Linked DNA regions of Oryctolagus cuniculus: region 1 is linked to region 2. A link is a contact called in public Micro-C data. All regions are on one chromosome and are shown on one strand. The core of a region is the stretch at or near the end of the contact, and the rest is flanking DNA. Distances in the headings are between cores, read along the strand shown. Region 1 holds the start of HAP1 (huntingtin associated protein 1). Region 2 holds the start of P3H4 (prolyl 3-hydroxylase family member 4 (inactive)).

What was found. A called contact is a pair of places that touch in the nucleus more often than the background predicts.
Region 1: a Micro-C map of ear pinna shows a contact between it and region 2, with 2.6 times the contacts expected there. The contact joins the enhancer-like site here to the promoter of P3H4 in region 2. A contact is called at or near these places in 6 of 6 Hi-C or Micro-C datasets (ear pinna, embryonic fibroblasts, liver and 3 more).

The regions. Positions count from the first base shown.
Region 1 is chr17:20,956,373-20,962,810 of mOryCun1.1, reverse strand. It overlaps HAP1 (huntingtin associated protein 1), which reads right to left and starts at 774. Exons shown (of 13, transcript XM_051825678.2): 1 at 204-774. The coding sequence starts at 624. Within about 2 kb of position 4,905, at least 1 of the 8 cell types and tissues checked has an H3K27ac peak or open chromatin away from gene starts, as enhancers often do. A contact at or near this core is called in ear pinna, where this site is marked.
Region 2 is chr17:20,909,333-20,915,667 of mOryCun1.1, reverse strand. P3H4 (prolyl 3-hydroxylase family member 4 (inactive)) reads right to left here and starts at 2,970. Exons shown (of 8, transcript XM_002719387.5): 1 at 2,449-2,970; 2 at 2,199-2,351; 3 at 1,929-2,100; 4 at 1,314-1,442; 5 at 816-961; 6 at 201-284. The coding sequence starts at 2,913. It overlaps FKBP10 (FKBP prolyl isomerase 10), which reads left to right and starts at 3,563. Exons shown (of 10, transcript XM_008271477.4): 1 at 3,563-4,116; 2 at 5,955-6,100; 3 at 6,290-6,335. The coding sequence starts at 3,878.

The DNA.
Region 1 (6,438 bases), core at 3,656-6,155, 45 kb before region 2:
CGGGAATCAGGGAGCCACCGGGGAGCAAGAGATAGGAAGGGGGCGGCCAGACAGCGCTTCAGACAGGACACCGCCGGGGGGGGGGGGGGGGGGTAGCCGGCTGGGACCGAGAGCCGGGGGCGGGGCTCTCGGACTCGACGGGGCCCCTTCTCCCCGGAGCTGCGAGGGTCCCGCCCGTCCCGGGTCCCCGGGGACCTGGTTACCTTCCTGCAGCTCCCGGATGAAAGCGGCGCGCTCAGGGCCAGACACCCCGGGCCGCCGGCCAATGTAGGCGGCCGGCGTTTCCCAGATGCCAGCAGCCTTTCCACGTCCCAGGCCCGTGGCCCGGGGACCAAAGGGCCCTTGAAACACAAAGCGGGTCCAGGGCGCGTCCCCGTGTTCGGCCCAAAATGCAGCCGCGCGCTGGGCTCGGGACTTGGTCCCGGACTGGGGCCCGGAGGCTGCTCCGGGTCCGGCCCCCGGTGCCTGCGCGGGGCTGGGTTCGGGCTCGGCCGAAGGCTCTGGAGCGGGGCCGGCTGCGGGCGGGGGTTCGGGGATGACCGCTGCTGGATCCCCAGGGCCGGGGCCGGGGCCGGACTCCAGCCCATCGCCGGCGCAGCCCTGCCCCTGCTCCTTCGGGCGCATCTCGACTCCGCAGTCCGCTGCCGCAGCCGGTGCTTTATAACCTGCGCGCGGAACCGGTACCCCCGGGCCGTGCCACGCGTGGGGACGGGGGTGGCCGAGAATGAGGCGGCGGGACAGAGCGCGCGCGGGGGCAGAGCGGAGGACGCAGGCAGAAGCCGGGCTGCGAGGAGAGTGCGGCGTAGCGTCCCGCCCGCCCCGCGGGCGGGGGCTCAGAGTGAGGGTTTCTGCCCTCTCTCCCCCATCTCTGGAGAATGGTTCCTCCCAAAGCCGCTGCCTCCCGAGAACTCTCGGACGAGACTCCAGCCAGGTCTCCAGCTACTAGCGCCCACCGCCTCCGCGGCCTCCGCGGCCTCCACTCCCGCCTTCCCTGGGTCGCGCCCGCCTGGGTGACCGGTGGGCGCGGCGGTGTCGTGCCTTTTGCGGTGAGCGGGGGACCGTGCGCAGCCAGCAACGCCGCCGACTTGGCTTTGTCTGCCTCCTGCCAGCCTGGCAGACACCTGTTCTGTCCTTGGGCGACTTCCCTGAGCGTCCCCGGTGAGCCGTGGGGCAGGCGAGAGGGGGCCCTGGCTGGCCCCTGGGTCACTGCTTCCTCCCAAGCCCCAGGACCGTTCCTGGTGTCCCCGCTGCCTTCTCCTGCACACCCCGGCGCCCAGCCCTACTGAATCAGCCTCTGAAACATCGCTCGAATGCTGGCCTCCTCCTCAGCCCTTCTGCTTCCTCCCATCTCAGACTCAAGGAGGCCGCCCCATCCCGTGTCCCCACATCCTCCCACGGGGTCTCTCATCCGTCTCTAACCCGTCCCCTGGCTCATGCGCCTAAGCCAAGGAGTTCCAGGTGCCCCTGGCCCAGCCGCTGCTCCTAGCCTGAGTCCTACACAGGGTTTGGGGCCCCCACACCCAGGCGAAGCTCCTGGTACCTGTGGGCCCAGGTGATGCAGCTGCAACAGGAGACGCCACCCAGGAGGGATCAGCGTGAGCCCTCCACCTCCTTCCTCTGGGCTCACTTGTTCATTCCACAGATGTGTACAAGGGCCTCCTGTGCGTGTCAGGCCCTGCGTCTGGGGCAAGAGCAGGAACAAGAGAAACCAGATGTCTGTTCCCTCGGAATTCAGAGTCTAAAAAGGAGGCAGACAAGCAAGATAATCACAGGCTGCAGTGAATTCTCAGAAGGAAGCGAACAAGGAGCCACAAAGGAGGAGAGCAAAGCCCCACCTGCAGGTAGGGTGCTGAGAACCCGGCGTTCGCATTTCAGCCCACACCTGCGCGACCCACTCAGATCCCCTCCTCCGCTCAAGCAGGACCTCCCTCTCCCAGAGCCGGTATTGCCCGCTGCCGGCTGCAGGCTGAACGCACCACCTGCCCCCTCGTGCCACACACCCACCACAGCCCCACAGGGATTCACTTGCCCAGCCATTGAAAGCGCGGTCCTGGCCAGCGCCGCGGCTCACTAGGCTAATCCTCTGCCTTGCAGCGCCGGCACACCGGGTTCTAGTCCCAGTCGGGGCGCCGGATTCTGTCCCGGTTGCCCCCCCTTCCAGGCCAGCCCTCTGCTGTGGCCAGGGAGTGCAGTGGAGGATGGCCCAAGTGCTTGGGCCCTGCACCCCATGGGAGACCAAGATAAGTACCTGGCTCCTGCCATCGGATCAGCGCGGGGCACCGGCCGCAGCGCGCCAGCCATGGTGGCCATTGGAGGGTGAACCAACGGCAAAGGAAGGCCTTTCTCTCTGTCTCTCTCACTGTCCACTCTGCCTGTCAAAAAAATTAAAAAATAAAAAATAAATTTAAAAAAAGCACGGCCCTGTCTGGTTGTGCTGTTACTGAAACACTGGCTCCAAACCATCACCTCATTCGCCGGGAATCAGAACCCCACACCCTCGACCCTGCCCTCCCTGTCCTCACTCCAGGTCGCCGGTCCCTTCTGACAAGCTGTTGCGCGTGGCTCAGGCCAGAGACATTGGAGAAAACAATGGGACTTCTGCAGCTGGCGTTGTGACACAGTGGGTTCAGCCGACACCTATAGCCCAGGCATCCCATATGAGCATCAAGTCCAGGCTGCTCCACTTCCAATCCAGTTCTCTGCTAATGCACCTGCCCCCATGTGGGAGGCCTGGATGCAGTTCCTGGCTTCTGACTTTGGCCTGGCCCCCAGGCCTGGCTGTTGCAGCCATTTGGGAAGTGATATCCGTGATATCTCTCTCTCTGTCTCTCTCCCCTCCCCCCTTTCAAATAAATAAATAATTCTTTTAAAGATGGGAGCTAGAGGCAGGAAGTCCATTCTCTGCACTCCACGTGTTTCTGTTTCCTGTGGTTTCTTTGTCAGTAAAAAGCCCACAGGAGACGCAGCCACAGGGACTGCAGGCGACAGTGAGGGTGAAGGTGGTGAGGGCTGCACGGGCACCAGTGCAGCCGGGACTCGGTGAGGCTGCAGCCCCAGCACCTAGCACAGGGCAGCCGTGCATCCAGCAGGAGCCCTACATTCCCGAGAGATGCTTGTGGAATTGAATTGGTTCTGGCCCACAAGGGAGAGTCCTGTAGTCCTGTGGCCCCCAGGGAGTTGGGGTGTAGAAGAAACAAGAGGGAGGGAGAGGATGGAGCTGGGGGATCCTGGTAGCTTCCTGGTGACTGCACCCCCAGGTCGGGGCACCTGGCAACTCCGGCTGCAGCCACCAGAGGGCAGTGCCAGCCTACACACCACCTCAGTCCACAGCACGCACACAGATACACACACACACACACACACACACACACACCCCTGCAGGGTCTGTTCTCCAGGAGGGATAGTGACTCCATTTTAGAGATGGAAAAACCAAGGTTCAGACCCTCCCCCAGTAAACATTTTGAGCAGGACTGCCCAGGAGAGTCAAAGACTAGAGGGGGTCGGGTCTCTCCAGGGATGTCCTGTCTGCTGTCCCCTCCCTTCCCTGCCACTGGGCAGAGAGACTCAGGCTTCCTGCCTCCTGTCCAGTGGCTGCCCTCTGACCCCTGCTGGACCAGAGACTGGACAGGTGGGAGCAGAAGACTGACCAGGCTGTAAAGCCTGGCACACCCTCCAGGAACTCAGAGCATGGCCACCCGGATGCTCGGCCTCAGGCAGTGCACGTCGGCTCCTCCCATAGACAGTTCCTGGATAAAATCATCCACAACAAGTGACCCCATTAAAAAAAAAAAGGCCCTGAGGGTCAGTGCTCAGGATCCGGGCAGGGCCAGGCACCAGCATTACTTCTGTATCAACTAGGGGAGCCAGACCAAGGGTGCCCTGGACTTCGGATGGGGGCCACCTTCCCACCCCCTGCCACCTGCTGCTTCCCAAAGGCCTCGGAGGAGTAGCCCCCTCTTCCCCACCCCCCTTCCCCACCAGGACCGGGCATCAGTCACCATAGTCCCCACCCCGCCCAGCACCCAGTCATCAGCAGAGACAGGGCCACTGGGCCACCCTCCACCCCGCAGGGTCCCCCTTTCCTTTACTTCTTCCAGACCTGGCCAGACTCCTGAGGCTCCCAGGCCCTCTGCCTCCCCCTGCTGGCCAGGGCAGGGAAGGGAGAGCAGCAAGGACTGAGGGCAAGCAGACGGCAAGAGTCCGGTTGAGGGCGGCCGGGCAGGAGCTCCAGTTTCCAACCAGAACCCTGCACAAAGAGACATTTCCCTCACCCTGAACCCCTGCTCTTTCCAAGCTGGGGTCTCTTGTGTTCAGGAAGCACCCCAGGTCCCACACACCCAGCAGGCACACCGCTACCCCCCCTTCTGAGGTCTGACGCCTCCTCCAGGAGGCCCTCTCCGGGGATCCTCTCCTGCCTGTAGCTACTCAGGCCTTATTCACAGGGTGATCCATTTGAATTACAATGAGGCCAGTGTCTGCTCTGTTCACTTCTGTGTTTTTCAGACTCTAATTAGCAATCCTATAAATATTTGCCGAATGAACACATGGATGGATTTCTGGGGCTGGGGGTGGGGTGGTGTCTCCTGGGCTGTGAGCCCCAATGGCTCCAGCAGGACCTGGCTTGCCCAGAGGTCTGGGCTCCCAAACCAGTGCTCCATGTTCCCCCGCACAGGCGACCTAGCACAGGTGGGCAAGCCCCACCAGGAACAGCAGGAGCGGCAGACCCTCAGAGAGTGACCCTCCGCACAGTCCAGGTTCCCTCCCCTGCTCCTACCTGGAGGCCCTCAGCCCAACCCCCCGCCCCCCCTCCTGGAAGCAGAACTGGAGGCCTGGGGTGGCCTGGCACTGTGTCCAGCAGGTTGGCAAGTCCCTGACCAGGGAGGCTACAGAGACAGCAATTTCGCTCTGTGGAAGGGCAGGGCTATCAGCCGGCTCCAGCCTTCAGGGCAGGTGGCCAGGGCGGGCGGCAAGCCTGGCAGGACCCTGGCAGGTCCCCACAGCGTCCTCCACTGGCTGGCCTTGGCCCTAGTCCACCGCTCCCTGGGATCTGTGCACCCAGGGAGAAGCGCACCTTCACAGAGCTGAGCTGAGCCGGGGCACTGTCTGCCTCTGTCCCTTCCTCTTCTCATCACTAAAAGGAAAACAGTGTAATTACTATTTTACAGATGAGAAGCTCAGGCCCAGAGAGGTCGAGTAACATATCCAAGGCCACGCAGCCAGGAAGTGCCAGGGAGGTCGGACCACAGGCTGGGGAAGGGGCTCAGGGGCCTGCACCCCTCCCTACCCCTCCCCTCCCCGGGGCTGCCTATGCTCCTGAGCCATCTCTGCATTTTGGGGGCAGACATCACGGTGTAGGGAGTTAAGCTGCAACCCGGAGTGTCTGGTTCAAGTTTGGCTGCTCTGCTTCCAATCCAGCTCCCTGCTAATGTGCCTGGGAAGCAGCAGAAGATGGACCATGCCCTGGGCCCCTGCCACCCACATGGGAGACCTGGATGGAGTTCCTGGCTCCCGGCTGTGGCCTAGCCCAGTGCTAACTGTTGCAGCCATTCAGAGAGTGGACCAGTGGATGATCTCTCTATCTCTGTGTCTCTCCCTCTCTCTGTGTTACTCTGCCTTTCAAATAAATAAATAATTCTTAAAACAGAAAAAATAAAAGACAAGAAAAAAGAAACAGTAGTTTTGGGGTCTACCGCTAGATCTTTTTTTTTTAAGATTATTATTATTATTTACTTGAGAGAGAGAGTTACAGACAGAGAGAGGGAAAGACAGAGAAAGATCTGTCTGATGGTTCACTCCCTAAATGGCCACAACAGCCAGCGCTGGGCCAGGCCAGGCCAGAGCCGGGAGCTTCACCTGGGTCTCCCATGTCGGTGCAGGGGCCAAGGACTTGGGCCATCCTCCGCTGCTTTCCCAGGCCATAGCAGAGAGCTGGATAGAAAGTGGAGCAGCCAGGACTGAAGCCGGAACCCATCTGGGATGCTGGCATCACGGGCGGCAGCTTAACCAGCTATGCTACAGTGCCGACTCCCAGTCTTAGGCATTGTAAAAACACTAGTCTAAGGAGTCTGTGGCTTCACAGGCTTAAAAAAAAAAAGGTGACGAGCCCTGGGCTAGAGAAGCGTGAGGAGTATTTCAGGGTGAAATGATACGAGATCTGGGGTTTGCGTACAGAGACAGCAAAGTGGACGTGAGTGACATAACAAGAACAGCACAGCGTTCATGGCCTTGAAGGTGAGACCTGGGCACACGGGAAAGCCTTGTTCCACCGGCAGCTTTTAGGCCTTGCTTGGAAAGCTTCCTAAGAGAAAGATGTTTCACATGTCTGCGTCCAGCCACGCTATCTGTGGTGTGGGTAGAGCTCGCGTGTGGCTCCCGGGGTCCTAGGCTGAGACGATCCCCATGGTGAGGGAGAAGGCGTGGACCTTTCCCCACACACTG
Region 2 (6,335 bases), core at 1,721-4,220:
GCGCCACCTGAGCTGGCCCAGGAGACACAGACTGGAGCGGGTGAGAGGAGAGGCCTACACACTGAGGGGGAGGAGAGGGAAGACAAGCCTCTCCCACGCCCCAGCTGCCCGCTGCAGGCTGCACTGGACTTCAGCCCACGCCGCAGCCCCTGGTAAAGGTGTCCCCATCACAGCCAGCCCTGGAGGGCAGGGCCACTCACCTCGTCGTCTGACTGCAGGTACATGTGCGAGAACTCCAGCAGCTCCCGCAGCTCAGAGGTCTGGTTGTGGTACAGCACGGCCTCCTAGCAGGAGGGAAGGGTGGGCGGTGAGCGGGGCTCTGGTCCAGACCGGGGAGCCAGGCACCGGGCCTCTTCCAGGCCAAGGACCAGGAGCAGGTGGCCGCCCCCCTGCGGACTAAATGACAGCAGCTGCTTGCAGAGCTGTGGTAAGGCGCATTCTGAGGGTGTCCCAACGGATGGGCAATGCCTCCCACTGCCGAGGAAGGTAGGCGTGGCACCATGGACCTCACCAGCCTTGCCCTGGTCTCCAAAGGGCTGGCTCAGCTGGTCGGGGGGGGGGGGGCAGTCCCCGGGGAAGAAGGGGGAAGGCTGGGAGTGAGGGTGGTGGGGGCGAGGAGGGTGCAGGAGGTGGGCCCCGAGCGGGTGCAGCAGATGGGACCAGCCCCTGTGCAGACGTGAACAGGGTCGGGGCTCTGAAGCCAGCACTCCAGCCACAAGCCCGCGTTCCCCTGGCCGTTCGAGGGGGCCAATTTCGTTTTGTTTCACTGAAATCACAACGCAGCTGCGGCAGGAGCCGCAGGGAGCTGTGCCCACCTCCCGCGGCCGGAAGTCGTCCTCCTCCAGGCCCCAGCGCGCGCGGTGGAAGCGGTAGTACACCAGGTTCTGCTGCATGACGCTGTCCTCGGGGTCGAAGAGCATGTAGCTGGCGGCGCTGCGGGCGGCCTGGCGCACGTCATTCACTGGGCAGGACAGGCGTGGGGATGGCCCTGGCACTCCCCTAACCCTAGCCCACCCCCAAGAATACCTGTTGCCCCTCCCCACCTGGAATGATGCAGCCAGCACGTTTTAGGCACCTATGGCACGCCCCCGCCTCCGTAAGCTGGCCTTGACACCAAGTGCAAGTCTCGGGCACGGAGGCGTTAAGTAACTCGCCCAAGCTGAACTGCCTCCTGTTCCCTGCCTCTCCCCACCCCAGACCCCCAGCCTTCCCTCCCACTACATAGGGGCCTCATTCTGGGGGACAGCTCCCCACCAACCCGGGAGAGCCCAGCAGTCCTCTGTCCCGCCCAAGTCCCGCCCCAAGAGGCTCACGCTTGTAGTAGGCAAACTGCAGGTAGTGATACATGGTGGCCACGAACTTGTCCACAAAGTAGCCGCCCACATTGGGGGTCAAGTTGGTCTCGCAGTCCACCTTGCACTGCAGCGACTCTGCGAAGAGATCTGGAGGTGGTCGGCAGAGGTGAGGAGCTGGCCCTGTCCTCACCGCTCCCTCCCACCCACCTGGCCTCCAAGTCCCGCCCTGCCCACCGGGCCCCACTTCCTGTCCGGAAAGTGCACTCTGCTGCGTAGTGCAGCCCCAGCCACTGGGGGCCAGGGCATCCTGGGAGAATGACAGGTGAGGTTTGGGACAGGACTGGAGCACAGAGAAGCTAAGGACACCCCTGTCTGGGGGATTCTGGAGTGAGAGATCCTAAGGCAAGGTGTGAATTTTGCCCACAAAGTGCCTTCTGTGCTGTTTCTCACCTTTGCGCCTGCATTGCCCTCTGCAGCCCCGCCCGGCACCTTGGGCACCCCAGCCTCTGTCTCTGGCAGCTGGAGGGCTCCCTGGGGTCCAGGTGACAGCTCTGCCTGTCCCACGGAGGGGACGCATGCAAGGTACCCTCAGGTGCTCTGCCACGCAGGCCCACACGGCGGCGTGGGAGATACCTGCGATGGCTGGGTAGAAGTCTTTGAAGTCCACCTGCTCGTGGGCGCCCTCGCAGCCGGCCAGGCACCGCGCGAACACGGCCAGGTACTCGGCCAGGGCCCGCTCCATGTCCTCCGTGCTGCCGCGGAAGTCGCCGCTGTTGTAGAGTTTCACGGCTCGCAGAAACACCGCCTGGGGGAGCGCGCGGGGGGCGTCAGGGGCACCCCGTGCCCGCCCCGCGCGCGGCCTGCCCGCCCCACCCCACCCCACCCCACCCCACCCCACCCCACCTCGTAGGGCTGGGCCTCGAGGTCGGTGAGGGCCTCGTCCGCCACGTCCAGCATGCCCCGGTAGTAGCTGAGGTACTTGGCGGTCAGCTCGTGCTTCGGGTTCCTCTGCAGGAAGGTGTAGGCGGCGGCCACGGCCTTCTCCAGCCGGTTAGCCTGGCGGGAGGCGAGGGCAGCCGGTCAGCGGGGCCGCCGGGCGCGGGCGCGGGCGCGGGCGCGGGCCCGGGGCGGCCGCGGCCGACGGGGCGCGCACCTTGAACAGCGCATAGTGCAGGTACTGGTAGGGCAGGCGGCTCTGGAAGTCGCGCAGCAGCTGGCGCGGCGGGTAGGGCAGCTGGAACGCGGGCAGCGTCCGCTTGCAGCGCCGCAGGCAGGCGGCGCGCTCCAGGACGTGGCCGAAGAGGCGCAGCTCGCGCGCCCAGTCGTCGGCGCGGGCGGCGGCGGGCGCGGGCGGCGGGCGGCCGGCCGCGGCGGCGCTGCAGTTGGCGTGGCAGAAGGCCTCGCTGTCGCGCAGCAGCCGGTGCAGCCGCAGCGCCGCCTCCAGGTAGCGCGCGCTCTCGCGCCAGCTCTCGCCCTCGTACTGCTCCAGCGCGTGCCCGTAGGCCGCCGCCAGCGGCATCAGGTCCTCTGGCGGGAAGCCGCGGAAGCTGTACTTCTCGTACTGCGCCCCGGCGCTGCCCAGCAGCAGCCACAGCAGCCCCCACGCCGCCCGAGCCATGCCCCCGCCGCGCCCGGAGGCTCTGCCGAGCTCCGAGGGCGGCCCGGCCCCGCGGGCGGGCGGGCGGGAGCGGGGGCCGGGCGGGCGCGCCTGCTGGGTCTTAGCGCCGGGCGCGAGCGGAGCGGCCGGGGCAGTGCCCCCCCCTGCTCAGAGGGGCCTGAGGCGTCCGGATCCCTCCCCTCCGTTCGCCCGACCTCTCGCCCTCGGGAGGTGGCGGGGACGTGGGAGAAGGCTGCATGCCAAAGATGCGGAGCCAGGAAGACCCCCACGGCCAGTGTCCGCCCTTTGCGAAGAAGAAGCGGAGGGAGCAGCCTGAGCCCCGGAACCTGGGCGCCCCGGTCCCTTCTGCACCCACCACGTGTCGTCCCCAGCTCGCCTTGGGAGGCACCCACTGGGGGACCCCCCCCGCACGCTTTCTACCGTCTCCATCCCCATCTCACAGAGATGGAGACACAGCTGCCCCTCCCCGGGGAGACGGGGGTGGGGTGGGGAGGGGGTTGGGAGGCCCTGAGCCCCCGCTCCTATCCACCTGGTGGGGCCTAGATTCGGGGGTAGGTGCTGCAAAGGCCGGGACGGCTTAGGCTGACTTTAGGACCCGGGGCCTCCGAAAAAAAGACGGCGAACTTTTCTGGGGTTGGGAAGTCCGCTCAGACTTCTCATCTTTCCGCAGCCTCCCTCCCCGGCCTGGGCCCCGGCTGGAGACGGCAGCGGGCAACCCGGAGCTCTTGCGCCTCATTCCTCGGGCGCCACCGTGGCTCTCAGCCGCGACCCCTCCTCCAATTCCTGCGCCACCACCCCCGCCCTGCCAGCTCAGTCTCCCCAGCCCCCATTCCACGTGGACCAGCCAGGGCGGGGGTAGGGAAGGACAGGAAGGGGGGGAGCCATCTGGGGAGGAGGGGGAAGCAGGCCGGCGCCCGCGGCTCGCTCGCTGGCCCTCACTGCCGCCGTCTCGGTTGCGGGCACCATGTTCGCCGCGGGCCCCCCCAGCCACACCCTCCGCCGGCTCCCGCTGTCGCTGCTGCTGTTGCTGCAGGTCTCGGGCAGGGGGCTGGGCCGCGCCAGCCCGGCCGGCGGGCCCCTGGAAGATGTGGTCATCGAGCGCTACCACATCCCCAGGGCCTGTCCCCGGGAGGTGCAGATGGGGGACTTTGTGCGCTACCACTACAACGGCACTTTTGAGGACGGCAAGAAGTTTGACTCGAGGTAAGGAGTGCGCGCCCCGACTCTCCACCGCCTCCCTTCCCCGGCCCTGTGGTTTCCTTTGAAGCCGTGCATCCCCCGTGTGGCTCCGGGAACCCCTAACCCCAAACAGCAGCCTGGGGCACACCTCCCCGGCCCGATCGCAAGCCCTCACCGCTCGGACCCCCACGCGCCCCCATGCTCTCCCTCCTGGCCGCTGTCTAGGACGCGACTGGCGGGTGTTGGGGGCCAGGTGTGGCCCAGGAGGCTGGTGAACTGGGGGTGGTCTGTCGGCCTGGGACCCCCTCCCCTTCCACCCCACCTGACTCCCTTCCCAGATCCACCCCCTCTTTGCAGTGAGTTTGTTGCCGTTGAAGAGGCAACAGGACTTGTGGGAGGCGCAGGGATTTTCAGCAGGGAGATAAAGCAGTCGGGCAGTGTGGCTGCAGGCTGGCTCTGGGGCCGGGCAGAGGGGCCCTGTCTGTCTACGTGTCACACCCATGGCCGTACCATTCTGGGTTCCCTCTCCGAGCCTCCTGGCACCCCCCCTCCTCCATTTTAGCTCTACCAGGCCAGTGCTGCCGCCCATCTTGCCAGCCTGGAGACTTGAGGTGCGGACTTCAGGTCTGATCCGGGCCCGTTGAAGTCCACTCGGGTTGGTGGAGCGAGGCAGAGCCGTGCACTGGCCTCAGGGACAGACTCTGAGACCGTGTCTCATGCACGCATCGCTGTCCCACACTCAGAGGGGTCGACCCCCTGGGACTCAGCCCAGTCCCGGGGAGGGCAGTGGCCTTGACTTTGGAGACAGAACACCCGGTGGTAACAGCAGCCGCAGATTCAAATGCAGGCTGTGACCGTGAGCTGGCTTCGTTCTCCTTGTGTGAGAACTGAACGTAAAAACTTCCCATGCCCGGGGCCGGGATGCTCGCAGGCGGCCTTTCCACGGAGGCTCCTGTTCTCAGGTTTGCTGTGCACAGCCTTGACCTTGGAGACAGCTTTAACCCAGAGCAGCACCTCGAGGAAAGCGCCCGGAGTCAGGAGGAGTTGGAGGCCCTGGGGGCTCTGGTAGCTGACCCCCAGCCGAGTGTGTGGAGCTGGGAGAACTCTCGGCCCTGTGGCGCTCTGTGATCACATTTAAAATCTGCTGCCCTCCCTTCACTTCTGAAAGCCGAAAATAAACTTAAAAGGCGTGTAGCCGAAAATGGATACAAGCATGGCCATTCTGGGAAAGGCCTTTGAACCCAGCCCCTGTCCTCGGCCCTGGCCAGCTCTGCTCCCCCCACCCCAGCCCCTTCCTTAGAGAATCGTCGTTGCCACAGCAGAAGCAGGGGCCCACATACTCCCACCAGCCGTGTGACCTTGGGCCAGGTGCTTGGTTTCTCCAGCCTCAATTCCTCTCGTAAGAAAAACAAAAGCAATAACAATAATGCCCACGTCTAGGAGACAGAAATCGGTAAGACAATAAACAAAGTGCCAGATGTTCCGTCTGGTATACAGTAGGTGCTCAATGAATGCTCCTCTGCCCCCTCCTTCATCCAGCATATAATAGGTGCTCAATAAGTGCTCCTCCGCCCTTTCATGTTGTCCTTAGCTCTCCTTGGCTGTCAGCAAATAGAAGCAGCACACAGGCCCACCCTGCCCCACCCCGTCTCACCCCCCTTTTGTCGGAGCCCCTCCCCCTTAAGGCAAGAGAGGGTGGTTGGAAAGAAAGCAGTGAGCCTGTGTGCGGATCCACACCCGTGCAGAGGGAGGGGCGTGGTGTGTGTGTATGTGTGTGTGCACCAGTGCACGAGCGCCTGCCTTTGCCCTCAGTGTGCACACCCCAGGCTGCCTCAGCCCATCGGCCCCTTTTCTGCCCCCAGCTATGACCGCAACACTTTGGTGGCCATCGTGGTGGGCGTGGGGCGCCTCATCACCGGCATGGACCGAGGCCTCATGGGCATGTGTGTCAACGAGCGGCGGCGCCTCATTGTGCCTCCCCACCTGGGCTACGGCAGCATCGGCGTCGGTGAGCACTGGCGTGCGGGCAGGGGAAGCAGGGTTGGAACCCTGAAGCTCAGAGGTGTGGAGTGACTTGGCCGGGCTCACGGGGCACAGGCACCCCAGCAGTGGCAGAATCGGGGGGTGGGGGCAGGGAGGCCCCCCCGCCCCGTCCCGCCCAGGTGCTGCACCTGCACACGCTGCTCCATCCTCACAGCGGGGCTCATCCCCCCGGATGCCACCCTCTACTTCGACGTGGTCCT